Linked DNA regions of Mus musculus: regions 1 and 3 are each linked to region 2. The links are chromatin contacts, called in public Hi-C maps. All regions are on one chromosome and are shown on one strand. Each heading gives the region's core, a stretch centred on a gene start, on an enhancer-like site or on the middle of the called end of the contact. The rest is flanking DNA. Distances are from core to core; before and after follow the strand shown. Region 1 has its middle 64 kb from the start of 4930524B17Rik. Region 2 has its middle 6.8 kb from the start of Mir6370. Region 3 has its middle 320 kb from the start of Gm22828.

The links. Hi-C and Micro-C count contacts between places; a contact is called where the count stands out from the background.
Region 1: a contact with region 2 is called in a Hi-C map of cerebellar granule neurons, with 2.6 times the contacts expected there. The contact joins two enhancer-like sites. A contact is called at or near these places in 4 of 484 Hi-C or Micro-C datasets (brain, cerebellar granule neurons and cerebellum).
Region 3: a contact with region 2 is called in a Hi-C map of cerebellar granule neurons, with 2.3 times the contacts expected there. The contact joins two enhancer-like sites.

Annotation. Positions count from the first base shown.
Region 1 is chr6:19,212,196-19,216,519 of GRCm38.p6, forward strand. No RefSeq gene overlaps it. Among named protein-coding and RNA genes, the nearest start is that of 4930524B17Rik, 64 kb to the right of the region's middle. Within about 2 kb of position 2,751, at least 2 of the 459 cell types and tissues checked have an H3K27ac peak or open chromatin away from gene starts, as enhancers often do. A contact at or near this core is called in cerebellar granule neurons, where this site is marked.
Region 2 is chr6:19,546,265-19,550,822 of GRCm38.p6, forward strand. No RefSeq gene overlaps it. Among named protein-coding and RNA genes, the nearest start is that of Mir6370, 6.8 kb to the right of the region's middle. Within about 2 kb of position 1,522, at least 1 of the 459 cell types and tissues checked has an H3K27ac peak or open chromatin away from gene starts, as enhancers often do. A contact at or near this core is called in cerebellar granule neurons, where this site is marked.
Region 3 is chr6:19,942,739-19,946,909 of GRCm38.p6, forward strand. No RefSeq gene overlaps it. Among named protein-coding and RNA genes, the nearest start is that of Gm22828, 320 kb to the left of the region's middle. Within about 2 kb of position 1,558, at least 2 of the 459 cell types and tissues checked have an H3K27ac peak or open chromatin away from gene starts, as enhancers often do. A contact at or near this core is called in cerebellar granule neurons, where this site is marked.

The DNA of each region.
Region 1 (4,324 bases), core at 1,501-4,000, 330 kb before region 2:
TGATTTAAGATAAATTCTCCTTCTCAATTAAAAAAATTCTACGTTTTGGAAAAAAAAACAAAGCAAATATATACAAAGAACTAAAGAAGTTAGACTCCAAAGAATCAAATAACCTTATTAAAATGGGGCACAGAGCTAAACAAAGAATTTTCAACTGGGAAATATCAAATGGCTGAGAAGCACCTAAAGAAATGTTCATCATCCTTAGTCATCACTAAAATGAAAATCAAAACAACTCTGATATTCCACCTCACTCAAGTTAGAATGGCTAAGATAAAGACCTCAGGTGATAGTAGATGCTGGAGTGGATGTGGAGAAAGAAGACCACTCCTCCATTGTTTGTGGGATTGCAAGCTTGTACAACTACTCCAGAAATCAGTCTGGTAGTACTTCAGAAAATTGGACCCAGCTATACTACTTCTGTGGATATACTCAAATGATGCTCCAACATATAACAAGGATACATGCTTCACTACGTTCATAGCAGCCTTATTTATAATAGTCAGAAACTGGAAAGAACCCAGATGTCATTCAGCAAAGTAATGAATACAGACAATGTAGAACATTTACACAATGGAGTACTACTTAGCTATTAAAAACAATGACTTCATTACATACTTAGGAAAAAGAACTAGAAAATATCATCCTGAGTGAGGTAACCCAGTCACAAAAGAACACATATGGTATGCACACACTGATAAGTAGATATTAGCCCAAAAGCTCAGAATACCCAAGATACAATTCACAGACCACATGAAGCTAAAGAGAAAGGAATACAAATGTGCTGATACTTCTTATAATGGGGAACAAAATACTCAGGGGAGAAAATACATAGGCAAAGTGTGGAGCAGAGACCGAGAGAAAGGTTATCCAGAGACTGCTCCTCCTTGGGATCCATCCCATATACAGAAACCAAACCCAGACATTATTGTGGATGCCAAGAAGTGCTTGCTGACAGGAGCCTGATATAGCTGTCTCCTGAGAGGCTCTGCCAGAACCTAACAAATACAGAGGCAAATGCTGACAGCCAACCATTACACTGAGTACTGGGTCCCCAGTGGAGGAGTTAAGAGAAAGGACTAAAGGAGCTGAAGGGGTTTCAACCTAATAGGAAGAACAACATTATCAACCAACCAGAGCCCCAGAGCTCCAAGGGACTAAACCACCAACCAAAGATTATACATATAGTGACCCATGGCTCCAGTTGAATATATAGCAGAGGATGCTCTTGTTGGACATCAACAGGACAAGGGGCCTTTGGTCCTGGAAAGGCTAGATGTCCCAGTGTAGGAGAATGCCAGGGCAAGGAGGTGGAAGTGGGTGGGCGGGAAGGGGGCACTGTCATAGATGCAAGAGGAGGGGGGATGGAATAGGGGGCTTCAAGGGGGGAAAACGAGAAAGGGGGTAACATTTGAAATTTAAGTATATAAAATATCCAACAAAAATTATTTAAAAGAAAACAAACAAACAAACAAACAGAACAAATCGATTTGAATTTTTATTCAGATTTAGGCCTTGAAATAATTTTAGCCCAATGGAAAAATTTTAAACTCAATACATAAAAGTTCCCTATGTATTCACATAGGTTCCACTGAGATTAGAGAAGTTCATCAGATCTTTACTGTATCTAAACTGCTCAGGAATGGGTGGTCCAAGCTATTAAAGACCTAGTGAGATGACACTACTAGATCTTTCTTTCTTTCTTTCTTTCTTTCTTTCTTTCTTTCTTTCTTTCTTTCTTTCTTTCTTTCTTTCTTTCTCTCTCTCTCTCTTTCTCTCTCTCTCTCCCTCCCTCCCTCCCTCCCTCCCTCCCTCCCTCCCTCCCTCCCTCCCCCCTCCCTCCCTCCCTCCCTCCTCTCTCTCTCTCTCTCTCTCTCTCTCTCTCTCTCTCTCTCTCTTTCTTTTTTTCTTTTTTTCTTTTTTCTTTTTTGGGGTTTTCAAGACAGGGTTTCTCTGTGTAGCCCTGGCTTTACTGGAACTCACTGTGTAGATCAGGTTGCCTTGAACTCAGAAATCCACCTGCCTCTGCTTCCCAAGTGCTTGGATTAAAGGAATGTGCCACCACTGCCTGGCGGTGCTACATATTTTTAAACTACTTTTATACCATAGCTGGTTTTAGAGTGTTACAGAATACAGAATATATATGCAAATGTGCTAAATTATGAACATATATTTACCATATTCATTAAGCCCAAATATTAAGAATATGCAATGCATTTGCTGAGAAAATAGCTCATTCTGATATCTGGAGAAGAGCCTTACTGTCTATATAATCTCCATTCCACTGTCCATTTTGATACTTCTTCTTTAGGACCTTTAGGGGCTTATAAATTTGTAGTAAGCCATATAATTTTTAAAAAAATACACATTTTCACACTATTACATAATGTGCATACAAACATTTTTTGTTTATGTTTCTAGTCTAATTTTTTTCTAAGTAGTCTAAAAAACAAAATCATGGTTACAATTTTTTAAGAAATTTGATGTGCATGAAATTTTATTCAAAAGGAGAGAAAAATAAAATATCAAGAGATACAAGGAAGAAAGCTCAGGCAATATTGGGTGCTATGGTTTTTCAAAGCAATTTGGCTCTCACTGTGAAAGACACTGGGACCTTCGGAGACACTTCAGCAGATGGGCAACATGATTTCAGCTATTTCTTTTAAATGAACAGTGCCAGCTGCCATGTTGAGAAGAGACTGTTGGGGCATATTTAGGATGCTATTACAGCAACCCAGGTAAGAAATGGCAGTGTCTTGCTTGACCAGAAGGTTAACAAGATAAGCCAATGGCTCAGGCACAGCTATGTGGCTGATAGAGGACTGAATGTCTTGTAGTTGTCTGTCCAGGGAAAGCTGTTAATATAAGAGTAACTGAAGGAGTAAGATGAAAGAGAAAAATGGGATCGTTATAAAGACAGGAAGCATGATGAAAATGCCAACCACATAAAGAAAAGTTATGTAAATTAAAGAATTGGAAGGGGAAAAAATAGAAGAAATTAGCCACAGGAAAATTCCAATTAGGAAGCAAAAACTTCAGCATGAGTACCATTTAGGAAGCCAGCATACTTTAATTAAAATTGATGGGTGCTCTTGTGCATTACCATGGCTCCAGTCAGGCCCATCTGTCTGGGTGGTATGGCTGCCATCTAAGAAATGTGCCAGATTCACAGGCCACAGGTGCCAACCCAAAATAATTTTAAAGATTACTTCGAGCAGGTAGAAAGAAACCAGAAATAGCACAGTCACCTTAGGGACATTTCACTGTGAGTTTGGTACAATTTTGTAATTCTATGAAAAAATTTAAAGTGTGTTCAGTTTAGACACTGAGCTAATTCGATCTCTTGTGACCCATGGAAAGTGCTTAAATGTATTTGCAGTTTCCACTAGCCCATGCCATTTTCAGAATTTCTAATGTTCATGGCATTGTGTAATAAAAATATACCAATATCTCCAATATATATATATATATATATATATATATATATATATATATATATATATAATAGCAATCAAGTCTTCTTGTTTTCAATACATAAAAATAATATGTTTCTCTACTTTTCAATACTAATTTTTGTATTTTTCTAATACCATCAATTAACATACTATTTTTGTGGATTGAAAGCTAAAAGATATGACAACATGATGTCTTTTGCTAACCTAATGAGAAATTAAAGTATTTGTTTTGAGTGTAATAGATGCTCTGACAGTTATGTAAGCTGTAACTACAGCTATAACCTCTGTTATTTTTTGGAGAAAGGAGTTTCCTTGTGCATAGTTCCTGCTTCTTGCCCCATTCACTACTGTTTTATTTCTCTTCTTCCGTGATAATGTCACCACAGTTCCTGGCTAATTCTTCCTGTTAGACCATTGTTAAAACTACTCAGAATTCAGACAAACAAACATAGGAAAGTATGTTTTATCTTTATTAAGATGTCAATAAATCACTCCAGACAGCTCAACATAAACACACACAGACACACACATATACACATTCAAGAACACACACACATATACACAGACACATACACATGTACACACACAGACACACACAGACACATATAAACACACACACCCAGAGATACACACTCAGAGAGAGACAGAGACAGAGTAAAACAGAGAGACAGAGACAGAGTAAGAGAGACACAGAGTAAACTCTTTTTTATTTAATTTAATTGTATTTTTATTAGGTATTTTCCTTGTTTACATTTTCAATGCTATCCCAAAAGTCCGCCATACCCACCCCACAATGCACTACCCACCCACTTCCCCGTTTTGGTCCTGGGGTTCCCCTGTACTGGGGCATATAGAGTTTGCAAGTCCAA
Region 2 (4,558 bases), core at 272-2,771:
TTTCTTTCTTTCTTTCTTTCTTTCTTTCTTTCTTTCTTTCTTTCTTTCTTTCTTTCTTTCTTTCTTTCTTTCTTCCTTCCTTCCTTCCTTCCTTCCTTCCTTCCTTCCTTTCTTTCTTTCTTTCTTTCTTTCTTTCTTTCTTTCTTTTATCTTTATTTTTCTGCCCAGTTGTTATCTCCCTCCTGTTCTGCTTTTTGACTGTTCCTCATTCCATACCTTCTTGCCCATCTCCAAGATGTCAGCACACCCACACCCTAATCCCTCCAGATCTCCCCACTTCCTGGGGATTCAAGCCTCTAAATGGTTAAGTGCATCTTCTCTAAATGGGTCCAGTTCTGGCAGTCCTCTGCTGTGTATGTGTTAAGGGCCTTATATGAACTGGTTTATGCTGTCTGTTTGGTGGCTCAGTGTCTGAGAAATCTCAGGAGTCCAGGTTAGTTGAGACTGCTGGTCTACCTATAGGGTCACCCTCCTCAGATTCTTCCAGCTTTTTTCCAATTCAACCATAGGGGCCCCTGATTTCTGTCCCTTGGTTGGGTGTAAGCATCTGCATCTGACTCTTTCAGCTGCTTGTTGGGTCTTTGGAGAGCAGTCATGCTTGTGTTTTCTTTATTGCTTCTATTTGCATTTTTGGGCCTTGAACGGTTTTATTTGTTTTCTTCAACTGTTTGGTTTCATTTTGGCATCTTTAGGGGATTTATGCATTTCCTCCAATTGTTTGTTTGTGTTTTCTTGGATTTCCTTGAGATTTATTTTCTTGTTAAGGAGCTTTATCATCTTCATATAGTTAGTTTTAAGGCTGATTTTTGTTTGTCAACTGTGTTGGAATATTCAGGGCCGCCTAGGGTGAGATAGCTGGAATATGGTGGATCTATATTGCACTGGCTGTTATCGATTCATTTCTTATGCTGGTGTCTAGTCATCTAGGTTTGAGTGATAACAGAATTAGTCTAGCTGGATGGGGCTTTTGTTTCATGGTTTCTATTTCCTCTGGGATATTCAGAGAAGGTGTTGGCTGAATGTTGCTTTTGTTGTTGTTGTTGTTGTTTTGTTTTTTTTTTTGTTTTGTTTTGTTTTTTGTCTTATTGTTTGTTTTTTTTTTTCGAGACAGGGTTTCTCTGTATAGCCCTGACTGTCCTGGAACTCACTTTGTAGACCAGGCTGGCCTCTAACTCAGAAATCCGCCTGTCTCTGCCTCCCAAGTGCTGGGATTAAAGGCTTACGCCTCCACCACCGCCTGCCTGAATGTTGCTTTTTGTACCTTCATTTTCACTGGTGTGTTTATGTTTGTGGAGGAATATTTGCTGCGGTTGGAGGAAGGGGAACTAGGCAAAGGAAGATGGTATGTGGGATCCACAGTAGGCATGCACACTGGGGCACAGGGTAGGATGGGAGAGGTCTCGTTGGTGTTTTATTACAGTGCTAGGGTGTTCCTGAGAATTTGTTCTAGGGTAACAGAGAATCTATAGGTCAGAGTGCAGCCTACTGGATCTGTCAGGTCTGGCATATGGTTGAGCAGGTGGTGTCTACTCACTGGGAGTTGGAACATAGCAATGAGATGATAAGGAGAGAGTTGGGGGAGGGGTGGTCTGTGTGATCAATAGGAAGTGTGGAAAGGGGAGAAAGGAAGCTGCAGCTGGTGCTCTATTGCAGTGTTGTGATTGATTGAGAATTGGGTCTTGGGTAGCAGAGTAGGGAAAGTCCAAGTTTCTTCTTTAGGTTCTCCTTCTCCTCAGCCTCCAGTGGGAATTATTTGAAGCATATTATAAGGTTCCTCATTTTATAGGTTGGCATAATGGTCATCTAATTAAAGCACTGTTTCTCCATTATTTTCACAACCATGTTAAAATAGAATATTGCCCCTCCTTAACATCATACGGAGCTGTTTATAGCCACAATACACAAAATAAGCCATTTAACTTCAGTTTAATTTTCCCTGAAGTGAATCTTAAGGGTTCTTTGGAAAGTCAGTTGTGTTGGATAGTGTTTTGCTGGGGCAAATATGTGAAAGAGTGTTTTTCTGAAGTGGACACAGTTGAAAGGCTAACATGCACTTATGAAGAAGTCACAAGAGAAAGGATGTTCTACTAAAACAAACATGTGAAAGAACATGTGATGAAACATTTTTCATAAACAGTCACAAATGCTGAGGCAAAAACAGTGGAGGACATACAATGTTTGGACGTTATAAATAAGAAAACAAAACAAAACCAAACCAAACCAAACCTCAGTGAACAGTGAAGGAGGCTGAGCTTGGCTTGCTTATAGAGCTAGCTGTACAACCCTTGCTGGTCTCATGTCTTCTTTGGTCTTTGTTTCCCTGAGAGAGGCACAGCTGAAAGCTTCTAGCTTCCCTCCTGAAGCCTCCTTCTGACTTGTACCAAAGCTGAGGCCTAGCTGTCTCTGCTATGTCATGCCACTTCTGTTTCTAACGAACTGGATTGTTGGTATATCCTTGAAGTGTTTGCAAGTGGATCAAGCTGCAGCTGCTGACCTGTGAACTGAACTGCTGATTTATCGTGTACAGATGTGACTTGCTCCAAAGAACCACTTCCCCAGTATACTTTCCACTACCTCTGTTGAGTAGTGAACTAAAAGAGAGCTAAAGGCGTATAAGAACTGTCATTAAAAGTGGGCTTTGAAAAAATTATAGATACAGTTCCCAGAAAGGGCTCAACTATCCTTTAGTTAACTGGCAAAATTAACCTACCCTTTTCATACTCCAATCACTTGTTTTGTTTTGTTTGTATTTTTCTAACTACCTTCATGGCCCAAGACCTATTATCAAAGAACATGCCCAAAAATTATATTCCCAATATTCATCACGATTAAAATAATGACTCATTTTCATTTAAAACATAAATTTATACTTTACCAAGATTACTTGAGAAGACTGTCTAAAGAATGCATTTACTAGCTTTTCTTTGCTACAGTAAGAGTTGGGCTATTTATAAACTAGAGATTTGTCTAAGTAGCCAAGGTACATGAGTCTACAAAACTCTAATATGTATTTACCCTTAGAACTGACCTTTCTTTCCTACACAAATTGAAATTAATAGTGTAAAAATTTGCTAAATCAGTTAGAGTGAGAACACTCGTTCAGAGTCACTGACTTTCTCTTTTTACTCTTTTTATCAACTTTAATCAAATTCATTTTGTACAATTCACTGCCCTGGTAGCTTGCAGACCCTTTGTCTTATTGGAAGAACTGATTCTTCGGTGATGAATATTCATTCAACTATCCTTATCCTGTTATAAAAAAAATCCAATTATACTGAGTGTTTATCTTTTAAAACATGTGTTTTTAACTATCACATGAATGTCTTGCTTGGTTTGTAAAGTTTAGATTAGGGAGACAGGTAAATACACCTCGTGTACTCATGCCTGATTCTAATGTTCATTTGTGAAAGAAGAAGATGAGGACTTTTTTCTCCATTTTAAATTAGAAGCCATTTGGCACCTGTCTTCATGTAGTTACTTACCTCTTAGTTTTAATTCTTAAAGGCATCTAAATTGTTTTTCCCATTTGGGGGGTTGTTCACATGATCAGAAAAAAAAGAGATTATCTTTAATAGTATTAAGTTGGAAACAGTGGTGTGAATTAAACTGCATACAGAATATTTGTCGTCAAGAGAATGTGAAGCATTGAAGAATCCCGTAATTCGTGAATATTAGTATTTTCTCTAATATTCTGATCATTTTTCAAATGTATTTTTATTTATTTAGTTTTGAGACAGGTTCTCACATAGATCCTCTCAGTCTTGTTCTCACTATATATCTGAGAGATGACCTTGAACTTTTACTTTCTTGCCTCTAATTCCCTTGTCCTGTACTTATAATTTTGTGCAACTATACCCATGTTTTGAGTACAAGTATCCAAATTAGGATATATAAGTATGATTAAGTGTACATGATTTGCACAAATATATGATAGTTGAGGGTAGATATTTCTACTACTAAATATATAAAATCTAAAGATAAGATAAATATGGTTTTTTTAACCGTTGACAAACAATATGAAGTTCTATTCCTGATTTAACACCATGGCTGCCAACAGATTTTGGGCACATTCCTAGCAGGATACCATATTAGTTATTTAAATTGATCACAAGTATTTGTTATACACACCAAAATCCTTATTGACATTGCAGATATGCATTTAATTCAATGCACTACTTCTAAAGGGATAGTTGTGTGTTTTTGGCTTATGTACAAACATGGAAAATATTATTTACTTGAAGGCATTTTAAGAATATTCAGCATATATGTGCTTCAACACTGATTGATACTAGAATAAAAGAGTATCATGTGCTAAAATTTGTCAGTATTGTGTAATATATCTACTGTTTCTAATACTATAGTCATTTTTTCAAAATATAAATATAGGAGATAAATGCTAAAGACTACCTCCACCTTTCTGTTTGTTACTAAAAATCAAGTATTACTGACAAATTTCTAATTTTCATTGACTTCTCCTTATTGGTATATATTCATTGTGTAAAATGATATCTTCCATTTGAAATTTTCACACACAAATACAGTCCCAATCTTCTTTGCC
Region 3 (4,171 bases), core at 308-2,807, 400 kb after region 2:
ACAGTGATATAGCTGTCCCTTGTGAGACTAGGCCGGGGCCTAGCAAACACAGAAGTGGATGCTCACAGTCAACTATTGGATGGATCACAGGGCCCCCAATGGAGGAGCTAGAGAAAGTATCCAAGGAGCTAAAGAGATCTGCAACCCTATCGGAGGAACAACGTTATGAACTAACCAGTACCCCAGAGCTCTTGACTCTAGCTGCATATGTATCAAAAGATGACCTATTCGGCCATCACTAGAAAGAGAGGCCCATTGGTCAGGCAAATGTTATATGCCCCAGTACAGGGGAATGCCAGGGCCAAAAAATGGGAATGGGTGGGTAGGGGAGTGGGGGGGGGGACTTTTAGGATAGCAGTGGAAATGTAATTGAAGAAAATACGTAATAAAAAAAGAAAAAAAAACAAATAAAACAAACAAACAAACAAACAACCCACAAAAAACCAAAAAAAAAAAAAAAAAAAAAAAAAAAAAAAAAAAAAAGAAAGAAAGAAACTGTCTTGAGAAATAACCCTCACAATTACCAGGTATTCCTCGTGACTCCTGTGACTTTGCACTTACTTGTGACTCTTAACTGGTATTTTTGGTATTTTCCAACAACGCCCTTCCCACCTCCTTGAGTTGTGGTATCTTCCTTTAAATACCCCCTGACCCAGCTACTCAGTGTGCCACGGTCCTCTACCCCTGGGTGGTGTATGACCGTGGGCGGGAGAGAGCTCTTGAATAAAAATCCTCTTGCAGTTTGCAGCAAGACCGTTTCTTGTGGGTGATTTTGGGGTGTCACCTCTCCTGAGTCAGAACGTGGGGGAGTCCTCACATTATGGGTCTTTCAATACCAATCCAAGAATCAAAAATCCAGAGTAAACTAGAATATGTAAGAGAAATGACACCAGAGAAAATTGCATATTTGGTTAAAAGGTAACAGGTACTATTATAAATATTACATTGAGCATGTATTCCATCTGAATACAAATTTGATGAAATGGAAAGATTTCTTATAGTAAATATTTAAAGTTATTTTTAAAAAATTAGACTGCTTACAACCTACTTCATTAAATATGTTGCACATGTAAGTTGATAGCATCCTAAGAGTAAAGTTAGATGACTTAACCATAGATGGCTGCCGAAGATATTACAGAAAGATAATGTCACTTCTATATAAAGCTTTATAAACACAGATATCAAAATGGAGTTCTAATTATTATGAGTCCATTAATACATTGACTGTAAAATTATAGAGGAGTATTAACCCTAAAAGTAAACACAAAAATTCATGTTTTAATAAATAAAACCAAGGTAATTAAGAATTAAAAAATAACTTCAATATTTCAATACCGAATGAGGCTTATCTCATAAGATGTTGTTGTTTTAACACTTGAATAAAATACATCACAATAGAACATTTCATGAGGACTTCATTTTGAATGATAGAATCTTCACTCTTTATTTGGGTGATTACTTCAATATCACTATGATACTTTCATAAAACCTATAGACCATATTGCCCAATGTATGACTAACTCTATGTAATCATACTTCAGTATGTCTTACTAAAATTGTGTTTGTCAAATTGAAATATGAAATATGTTAAGAAATATATTCTAATTATGCATTCAGGGATATCTTGATGTGGATGTTTTTGATATTTTATTTAAGTGGTCTGTACTTTACTCCTTTTTCTGATTCAAAATTTAATTTTGAGTAGCAATTAATCAAACATTCTCTTTGTTGGGGTATAAAACTGAACACAGTGTTTTCTGCCATAAATCTCTTGTCCATATGGTAAAGGTACAATATTGGCACTGAAACCTGGTGTCCATCTGGACAGAGATACATTTCCTACATGAGGCAAAACTTTCAAAATCAGCCATCTGTTTTTATGCAATTTTCCAAAAACTTGTAAATAAAATAATATGAACATGAAACAAAAGTGATCACAAAGATAATGGATCATTTACTTGACACAGTAAATGGTCTTTCAAAACATGCTGAATATTGTCAAACGGCTTTTGTAACTTTGAAGGTATAAATGCTATTTACTGTGAGAACAGCAATAGTGAATGAGTACATCATCAGTCCAAAGTTATCATATTAATGCTCAATTATCTTTCTTTTAATTAGTCATCCCTGATTTATACCGACCCAGCTTTTTGTTTACCAAAAGTATCCACAGTGCCATTTGCATGTGTATTTTTCCCCGAGGATTGCTAAGTGATTGGATATATTCATAAAGTGCATTGCTTATGATAAATTTATAGCATATATAAGTAAATGATATTTTCAAGTGATAATGTGAAATAATATACACATTGAAGTCATCTATTTGGCAGCCCAAATTCTGTGCCTTGTGTCACTTTACGCAGACCACTATTCTCTCCTTAATTATCACTACTGTGAAAGAAGACTAGTAAGCCCAGCTTCTGTAGAGATTAAATTTATCATGACAAAGTCCTATTGAGTTGGGCATTAAACAAAGCACTGTAGGTGGGGTGGCTTAAAACTACATGAATTAATATTCCACAATTCTTGAATCTGAAAGTATAGGAACAAAATTTCAGCATGGCTGAATTCAAGAGACAGTTGCCACATTACAGTCTCCTAATTTATACTATGTTCACATGGCAGAAAGAGTGTATGGTATCACTATAGGCCTTTATAAAAACATTGTAATCATTTTGTAGACTTCACTACATCAACTAACTATATATTAACCAACTTCAAAATACTTTCTTATAAAAAATAGTGTTTCACACATGTTGGGGTATACATTAAGCCTATTGCAGTATGTCAGATCATTATTTGTCATAACAATGTTTTGCTATTGAATATACTTTAGAGTACTTGTTTTCCATATAAGGCTTAATGGATACGGAATGTTAGTAAAAAAAAAAAAAAGTTTGTGATTGCTAATCTAATCATGTACATACAGGCTTTTATCCAAGGATCATGCTCTCATGGTTCCTGAGGGAAGCAACTATCCCAGTCAACATGTAATGTATTATGCATATGTATTCATCGCCCTAAACTGTATTCAACACAAAGAGGTGCACCGTGGTGTTTGAGTACCTTCTAGAGTGGTTCATGTCACTAGGCAGACGAGTTCCATTCTCTGTGCTCCAAGATTGCATTGGAAGTCATCCAGGTAACCTTAGCTCAGCTGGATCTGAAATCCCCTTGTGTGTCATCAGTGCATCTGCTGCTGACTCCCCTACAGAGTGACGATGTGACTGAGTGCTGAACATTTTTGTAGAACATGCAAGGGCAGAAATGCATCAGATTTAGTGATGTGGACTTGATCTATAATTGACAATTCTGGGAAAATTTAGTCTACTGAGTTTATGAACTCAGTTGGAGAAGCACAACAATTTTAAAGTAAAGAATCATTCTGAAACCCCAAAAGAAAAACTGCTCATTAATCACGGGAGACTGAGGATTAACTTCTTTGCCTAGACAAGCCATATCTATTCTAGCTTGTCTGTCCATGAGCCACTGGTTTCTTCAATTTATAAAATAAATAAATGAATGTGTGTTTTGTAGTCAGATCCGTCAAACTGTGAGATGTGCCAAAAATGCCTCCAATGCCTTTACTGACAAATGTCCAAATTTTTCAGGTTTATATTTCTAAATTATGTACTAGTTCTATTCTGCCACCACAAAAGAAAAGGAAACCCACAACAAATAGATATGTCATCTTATGATAAAGTGTTTCATGATACATTTTGAGGGGAAGCGTGTCAGAAAGAAGAAATGCTTCGTGGTTTACAGTTCTTTCAAGTATACTATCAAGATACAGTCAGTTTGGACGTAAGAGCTGGCCCAGTGGATAGAAGTGCATGCTGCCAAGTCTGACAACCTGAGTCAGGTCCTTGGGATTTATATGGGCAAAGGAAAAACAAAACAAAACAAACAAAAAAAACAAACAAACAAACAAAAACCTATGTCTAAAGGTTACTCTGTCACCTCAGTGCATGCACACTTACACATTAAATAAAAGGTGTAATAAAAAAGAATAGGTATGTTTAAGAAGTATGAGATATTTAAAGATTAAATGGAATTTATATTTCATTATTATTTTAATTGCTAAAACATGGAAATGTCATGTTACTATTAGTTTTATCAGTATTGTTAAATATTAGAATTACCAATGTTCTTAAGGCAGAGACTGATTTGA